3 separate regions of the Mus musculus genome follow, and all the other regions are linked to region 2. Evidence: chromatin contacts called from public Hi-C and promoter capture Hi-C data. All regions are on one chromosome and are shown on one strand. Each heading gives the region's core, a stretch centred on a gene start, on an enhancer-like site or on the middle of the called end of the contact. The rest is flanking DNA. Distances are from core to core; before and after follow the strand shown.

Region 1 (2,700 bases), core at 139-2,638, 170 kb after region 2:
ACTATTCAGCCAACTGAACATAAAAGCAAGAGGCAGTCCTTGAACTACCACTTCATCATAGCACTGACCCCCCAGTGATAAATTGAACTTCTCTGTTGGTGACTATTTGATGAGGAGCACAGCAGCCTGATGGTACCCACTTCTACAGTGCTCCCTCAGCACACCTTACTCCTCCCACCCTGCTAAGTCCAGCTTGCTTCTGTTTTCTCCATGATGTCTTTATTACTTTGGGTAACATTATTTGAGGGCTCATTATGTACCAAAGACTGCTAAAACTTGAAGGTGAAAGGATGCAAAAATTTGCAGTGTGTGTGTGTGTGTGTGTGTGTGTGAGAGAGAGAGAGAGAGAGAGAGAGAGAGAGAGAGAGAGAGAGAGAGAGAGAAAGTACATATTGAGCAGAAAAGAAATGAGAGTTTACAAAATCCTATTTGTTTAACAGAAGTCATAATGCATACTGTGAACTAAGAAGTGCAATAAGGCAAAGAAATGGCCACCGTATGGAAATAAGAATAATGCCCACTGCATCGTGAAAAAACAAAGACACTTTGCCACCTGGGATGTAATGTGGTAGTGTGGTTTCACCAGACCCTATGGCTTGACTGAGCTACGTAGCTCCAGCATTGTTCACTGAGCTCCTAATCCCTGCTGCCTATGGTCATGACACAGTAAATCAGTAATTGGAACAAGAGATGACAGCAGAGGCAGAATTTAACCCCAGTCCCTGTGGCTCTTGGATCTCTGTCCATAAATTGATGGTCTCCTGCTTGAAGGTTCCCAGAATCCCTGCACCCTTGCCCACACAAGCAGGTTCTATGCCACCTCCAGTAGCAACTAAACCAAGGTCATCTTATGGAAGCTGGAGACAATGGCCAGTGAGGGTGAGAAATGACCTCCCCGACCTGAGCAGTTTGTAAGTCTAGGCTGATGATATCAAGGTCCTTAAAGACATGGAGGGCTGTGTGACAGTGGCTTATGTCCTTGCTTTCCTTGACCAGAAATATGGCTGTGCTTGGGGCACTGTGTACACAAGAAATGAATGAAGAAATCAGAGTTTGAGTGAATGAACATTTGTCCCCACGTTTCCTGTACATTGGAAAGTATGTGTGGGCCCTAATAATAGTCCAAGTTCAAACTCTCTTCTCCCTACTCCTGTCCATGGAGACTGGCAGGGTTTTGGCATTTGACTTGCTACACCCCAGGGATTGGTTCTTTCCAAAAGCCCCTTTCCAAACCACTTTGTTTATGTGGAAATGCTGATTCATTGCAGCATCAGCCTGTGCCAGAGGCAGTTACTGATAGCAATGACCCACAGTAAAATCCAGCCTTGTTGACAAAAGGCAAAGGAGAGCACTTCTCATTTCCCACAGGCTCCTCCCCTCAGAACTTTGTCTCAGGCCAATGAAAGTTATCGCTGTTACTGTGGGTAGAAAGGTGATACTCCAGCTACCTTTGCTAGTCCTTATCAAAGAGCACAGGTTTAAATATTAAAAGACCCATGCTATTGCCCTGCCTACTCACTGTGTGTCCTAGTTTCCCTCACCAGAGCCTCAGTTTCTACTTATGTAAACTATCATGTAGAATGTATCATTTCTGAGTGTGTACATGCACTCGTGCGTGCGTGAGTGTGTGTGTGTGTGTGTGTGTGTGTGTGTGTGTGTGTGTGTGTGTGTGAGTGTGTGTGTGTTTTCAGCTTAAGTTTGTTGAAATTATTTCTTAGCTACTCTGGAATCAGGTTGTCACTCCAGAAACTAAAACTTGAGGTTACTGTCATTGTTAATATAAGAGTTTGGAAGGTTACGATTTGTTTCTCAGAATCAGGGCGGTCTCCACCAAGAGTCTAATACACTGGGACTCACAGGCCAAAAAGGGTCTCTTATTTGGTGGTTAACAGGCCTTGGACCCCTACTTAAGTCCTGGACTGTGAAGACACTGCCCCTAGCTGCCTTTGTCCCTTTCCAGTGGCGCACAGGCTATAGATGCTAGTACCCACAAGTCTAGACCAGTGATCCCCATGCTTACGGGCAACCTGCTGTTCTGTGTTAAGTCAGCAGGAGTATAAATGTTGAGGTAGAGACAGTCCTCAGAAAATTTGTGGGGAATGATCTTCCTTTGGTTGGTGAAGAGCTCAGCGAGCCTCAATGCTGCCTCTGGGTTTTGGTAGCACCTGGGAAGGAGAAAGAACGCCTGAGTTTCCACCAGATGGAAGTAGGGCATGCTGTCTGCCGCTCAACCTTGCACCAGGTTTGAACTTGGTCATGCAGTTAGTATCGGTGTGTAAGGGGTGGTGGGGAGGTCTATGTGTTTCCTGGGGGAAACTTTGACTTCTCTAATGCCTTCTAACTCTGCAGAGAGAGAGAAGGGCTTGGTGTCTTTCTCCTTCCCAGAGTTTTTGGATACCCTAAGCCCAGGAGAGAAGAACTCAGATGCTGGCCTGTCCTTCAATACAGCATTCTCTTCATGGCCAGGATAGATGTTGTGTCCAAGCCTCTGCTGAGCTTTCTATTATGGGCGATAGACTGATGTGGTACTCCATCAGAAGAACATGTCCTTATCGTTGAGATATTTTCATTCAACCAATGGCACAATCTCTAACAACAAACACATACACTGCACAGGTCAGGAATTGTGCTTTATAAGGGAGCTTAGGAAAAACTACATCATAGTTCTGCTTCAACCACGAATAAGCTGGGCCATTTTGG
Region 2 (2,700 bases), core at 92-2,591:
CTCTATTGTCAGCTAGAACATAACTGTAGAGTCATGGCTCCTCCTACCCAGGACTACCAACAGGCAGAACATATTATACTAACCAGGGCACTGACCCTACCCTAAGGATCATTCCTGGTTATTGTCACTTATGTGAACACCTCTTCCTGGTGTAAGAGATCCTATAGACATAGTAATAGATCCCAAATTTGCTGGGTTTGCAGTTGCTTACTGTTGAACACTACAACCAAATGAAGGGGATCTAGGTTGGTCAACATATGGTTACTGACCTTATCATTCCTCATTACTAACTCCTGTGAAGCCTTATTGGGGGTGAAAGAGGCAAATGCTAGCTGCCCAGAGACATCTCTGGACATCCTTTTTAAGCAGGCCAAAGGGGTCCAGAAGCCTCTTTTTAACCTGGAAGATTACTTTGTTGAGATTGCCTCTGGAAAAAGCATCTCTCTGGGCCTTCTGTAGAATTTCTGCTTCCATGGGGTTGTACTTGATATGACTGAGTCTATGTTGAGGAGCTGGTATAATATGCCTGGTTATGATCTTTCACCATGTCTGCTGGATTAAAACACTGACTTGGTTTTCCTGATTAGAATTAGGTTAGGTTGTCTAGCATCTACCTGGCTCCATTCCCCAAATCCTACAACGATAGCATCCTCCAGCCATTCTTGAAGGCAATTATCAGAGGCTATATGTACCTGTAATAATTTTATTGTTCATCATCACAATCATTAATACTGAACCAAGTGGAGCCAGCATGGTGAATTTCACAGGGTGATTTTTTTTTTCTTATAAGAATTCCTACCCTGGTTCATATATTCATAGATGAATCAAATTTTCATAAAAGAATCTACAAATCTGTATGGACATCAGGATGGTAATTGTACCTTGACAATCATTTGATAGGAGTCACAGAGTGAGAAGGAATAACTGCTGCAGACTGGACTCAGTTGGCCCCTCAACCTGGGACAAATGTGGAGCATTCATGCTATAGGATGCCACGGCTCCAGGAGACTAAGTTTCTCTGAAACATTTTGATTCAGGACCGCATCCAAGGTTTTGGGCCAGCCACACACCTTTTACTAGAGTGGATGTGGCAAATAACAAGAGCTCCTTCCTAGAATTTTATGTTTAAAAAAGGGGGGTGAGTGGTGAGTGGGCATTTATTGAACATGCCCTTTTGTACCTCAAAGTTCATGAATCACTATTTGTTGAACTCTGTCCATTTGAAAAGGTTGCTGATCTCTTGTTTGAAAATTGTACCAATCCATTGAAACTGAGCCCAGTCCACCCATGAGCAGAGATCTCAAGATCTTGTCCTTCAATGGCTGGTGTTGCTCAAAGGGCATGGTATTTCCATGGGTTACCATGCACATGGGATTTGCAGTCCATGTGGACACTGGATCCTCCCAGGATGATCTTGGATGACTCCACTGCCTTGGATGTAGTCTTTTCTTCTTCCTGCCAGATAATCGTGTTGTCCACTCATCAGTTAAAGTCCTTGACTAGTCCTTTTGACATGGCCACAGAGGGGTCAGCATGAGCAACAGTCTTGGCAATGTTGGACTTGCTGGTGGTGGCTGTTCCATAATGTATACACAGGTGGTGTTTCTTCTTCTGGAGCCCTACTGACACCATCCTACCAAGATGCTGGGCTGTAGCCACTCAGCTAGAAGAGTCCAGTGAAGATCCCCTCACTTGTCATTTTAGACCCATATCATGACTAACCACTAATATTTAATCTGATTTGATATCAATGACAGCATTACAAATGATGTTGTTCTAGTATTCCCCTGCCTTCTAGATGCTCTAAGTTGTTTTCAGGACATACAGCCTGCCCTGCTCTCCTTTCCCTAGGAGCAAATCATTTATCCCTTAATGATTTGCTCACTTGTTCACTTGGACTGGCCCCATGAGAGTGGATAATGAAAATGTGGTATATATACACATTGTATATATGGACTGTTCTTCATTTTTGAGAATAAAATTTTGTGTTTACAAAAAGATAGATAAATGGAACTGGAGAACAACAAATGAAGCTAAATAAGGCAGATGCAGAAAGACAATGATCAAAGGTTGAAACATCGTTTATGGTTGGCTTGAGCTTTCAGTACCCATCTTTGAACCATCACACTGTAACTTCACACTACAATATAAGCTACATAAAATTTGAAATAAAATAGCACACTTTAATTCTGCCTCACACCTTTGAAATTGCTTTTTCTTGCTTTCTTGACTCCAGAGAGTTCTCCCACACTGGCACACCCATTAGCTGACTTCTGTTAGTTGATACAGGACATCTACTGACTCAATGCTAATGAGGAGTGGGTTACGTAGTCATTGTCCTGTCTTAATCTTAGAACCCTGGGTGGGTAAGATGAAGTCTTTTCGCTGACCCTGTTTCTCAGCAGCAATAATGATGACTTAGGTCCAGTACTATTTGTTCTATTCATGCAATGGGTTACAGAACTTTACAACTTTTTCCTTTGGCTGCAATAAGCCTTCATCTGGTATCTAAAGATTCCCCCATGTGGGCAGAGTATAGTTCCCTTATGGAAATGGAGTAGTGGTGTGCTTTATGCATTCCTAGAGAAAAATTTATCCCAGTATTGCAACATGTCCACAGACTTATTCATAAGCACCTGGAGGACATCTACAGAGGAGTCTGGAATGGGTGTAAGCCTCTTCTTGGGTCTGTGGTTCTCA
Region 3 (2,700 bases), core at 140-2,639, 240 kb after region 2:
TAGGAATAGTTGAGGCAATGAAATATTTTGCAACAATCAGCAATTTTTTAAGATCACAAGACTCTCTTTTAAAAAAAAGAAAGAAAAAAAATGCATCATTAAGTATAATCCTCTGTTCGTCAGAGGGGAAGGTACATGTGTACAAATCCTGCCAAGGATTCAAATCTCTCTCCTAGACTTTGTTTCAGGGAAAAGAAAGAAATGTAATGAGTCTACTGTTTCTCCGAATATTTCTTCCCTCCTTGTTGACTTTGGGTTTGCTTCAACCTCTAGAACCACAAACCAACAGGAACTTAGGAGATGGAAAGGACCTTTAAGCCCCTTAAACTAGATGATGGTGGTCAGGGTCTCCACTAAGCATAAGATGTTATCATGATTCTTCTCTCAAACTGCATCACAACCAGCAATGGAACCTAGAACTTCATAGTCAGGGCAACAGCCAAGGCATGCAACAGTCTTGCTTCCAGTGCCCTGCATGCACTGCCAAAGTCTGCTGTCTTGGGGCAACTGGCTATGAAGACCAGTGATATTTCCACAATTTCAGGGTCTACAGAAGTTCACTGTGTCCTGGAATCTCACTTTAGCCCCAACATAAATGACAGTGGCTGAACTCCATGGAGTTTTTATATAGGTAGACTGGTGAACTGTCTCCTTGCACACATGATTAGATTGAGCCATTTACTAAGAGCAAAGTACTCCTTGAAGCTGTCATGTCCATCTACCTTCATATTCTGCCTGACCGCAATGTCAAAGGTGACCTCCATTGGGAAAAAGGAAATCTGAGCTCTTCTCCACCAGTGCCTGAGGTTGGATCAACATATCCAGTGTGTATAAAACACCTCCATGTGGATTAGGTGATCCTTCACCCATCGAGAGGACAACAACCCAGGAGCATCCAACGAGAGTCCTGCTGTCATGTTCTTTGATTCAGACATCTAAAGACTATACCACAGCAGATAGCAGGTACCTAATTGAATGTAATCCAAATAGACCATCTACCTGGTCATTTCACCAGCAGCATGACACACCATGGGCTGTGAGTATCCAGCTAAAGGTCAAAGAGGAAATAACAGGTTGCAGGGTGAAATAGAGCCTACGCCTGAAAAGCCTGACAAGAGTCAGATATGGAAATCCCAGGATGAAGGTTGATTACAGGTAGAACAGTAAGAGTGCCAAAGGCCCTCAGGACGAGGCTGTAACTGAGGTGAAGTGTTGTGCATGGTGGAGAGGTTCACAAGCACCCTACTGTCACATAGAGGAAGGTGCTCAGAAACACCACAACCAAAAGTACTGAAGGTTGTGAGAACACTTTCAGCCTGGTGATCCTGTGCACTCTGGCCCTCACAGCACTCTCACTAGCCCTGAGGACACCACAAAGAACATGAAAGGAGGCTGCATGGAACGGCAGATGAATTGAATGAAGCAACTCAGCCCCAGCCAAAACAAACTGCCTGTGTTGTCATAAGAGCAAAACACTTGCCGGCCAAAAGTGAAAAGAGGTGCTCAGAGGAGAAACATTATGAAACCCATGAGATGGGGAATGAACCTCAAAAACCAAACAAACTAACTAACTAAAGGGGGGAGGGACACCACCCCCAGCCTGACTTTCTGGAGGAGCTCAGGTCCAAATCTGAGTACACACTGTCAACAATGGTAGCATCAACAACATCTGAATACCCGAGGTCAAGGAAAAGGCTCTTGCAGATCAAGAGGAGGGCAGAGGACTAGACCACAGCCCTGGTGTCACAGGCATGGTAAAGGAAATCAGAATTGAGCTAGGCCCAGGGTCACAAGATGAGTTCTTAACTTCTGCCTTCAAACTACAAATCACTCAAGGAGACAGGCAGACACTAAAAGGACAACCAGTGGTTCAGTGGCAAAGTCATCAATTTTTGGGGGGGGGGGGAAATAGGGGGGTCTTTTTTATTTTTTTATTAGATATTTTTTACTTACATTTCAAATATCCCCTTTCCTGGTTTTCCTCTGAAAATCCCCTACCCTTTCCCCTCTCCCCCTGTTCACCAACCCACCCACTCCTATTTCCTGGCCATGGCATTCCCCTACACTGGGGCATAGAGCCTTCACAGGACCAAGGGCCTCTCCTCCCACTGATGACCAACAAGGCCATCCTCTGCTACATATGCACCTGGAGCCATGAGTCCCACCATGTGTTTTCTTTGGTTGATGGTTTAGTCCCTGAGAGCTCTGGGAGTACTGGTTAGTTTATATTGTTGTTTCTCCTAAGGGGGTGCAAACCCCTTCAGCTCCTTGGGTCCTTTCTCTAGCTCCTGCATTGGGGACCCTGTGCTCAGTCCAATGGATGACTGTGAGCATCCACTTTTGTATTTGTCAGGCACTGGTAGAGCCTCTCAGGAGACAGCTATAACAGGCTTCTGTCAGCAAGCACTTGTTGGCATCCACAAAAGTGTCTGGGTTTGGTGATTGTATAATGGGAAGGATCCCCAAGTGGGGCAGTCTCTGAATAATCACTCCTTCAGTCTCTGCTCCATACTTTGTAACTCCTTCCATGGACACAGAAAATGTGGTACATTACACAATGGAGTACTTCTCAACTCTTAAAAACAATGAATTTATGAAATACTTAGGCAAATGGATGGATCTGGAGGATACCATCCCGAGTAAAGTAACCCAATCACAAAAGAACACACATGGTATGCACTCACTGATAAAGTAATCAAT

Evidence for each region. Promoter capture Hi-C pulls out the DNA fragments that hold promoters and counts their contacts. Hi-C and Micro-C count contacts between places; a contact is called where the count stands out from the background.
Region 1: a contact with region 2 is called in a promoter capture Hi-C map of liver, with 2.6 times the contacts expected there. The contact joins two enhancer-like sites. A contact is called at or near these places in 3 of 39 promoter capture datasets (hippocampal neurons and liver), 2 of 484 Hi-C or Micro-C datasets (liver and nephron progenitors) and 2 of 9 other capture datasets (adipose tissue and liver).
Region 3: a Hi-C map of liver shows a contact between it and region 2, with 5 times the contacts expected there. The contact joins two enhancer-like sites. A contact is called at or near these places in 3 of 39 promoter capture datasets (the 3T3-L1 cell line, cranial neural crest and frontonasal cranial neural crest), 6 of 484 Hi-C or Micro-C datasets (embryonic stem cells, liver, nephron progenitors and 1 more) and 1 of 9 other capture datasets (adipose tissue).

The regions. Positions count from the first base shown.
Region 1 is chr8:93,331,568-93,334,267 of GRCm38.p6, forward strand. It overlaps Ces1g (carboxylesterase 1G), which reads right to left. Exons shown (of 14, transcript NM_021456.4): 3 at 2,021-2,165. Among named protein-coding and RNA genes, the nearest start is that of Ces1g, 4.3 kb to the right of the region's middle. Within about 2 kb of position 1,389, at least 25 of the 459 cell types and tissues checked have an H3K27ac peak or open chromatin away from gene starts, as enhancers often do. A contact at or near this core is called in liver, where this site is marked.
Region 2 is chr8:93,162,355-93,165,054 of GRCm38.p6, forward strand. No RefSeq gene overlaps it. Among named protein-coding and RNA genes, the nearest start is that of Ces1c, 32 kb to the left of the region's middle. Within about 2 kb of position 1,342, at least 2 of the 459 cell types and tissues checked have an H3K27ac peak or open chromatin away from gene starts, as enhancers often do. A contact at or near this core is called in liver, where this site is marked.
Region 3 is chr8:93,398,467-93,401,166 of GRCm38.p6, forward strand. No RefSeq gene overlaps it. Among named protein-coding and RNA genes, the nearest start is that of Ces1h, 20 kb to the left of the region's middle. Within about 2 kb of position 1,390, at least 6 of the 459 cell types and tissues checked have an H3K27ac peak or open chromatin away from gene starts, as enhancers often do. A contact at or near this core is called in liver, where this site is marked.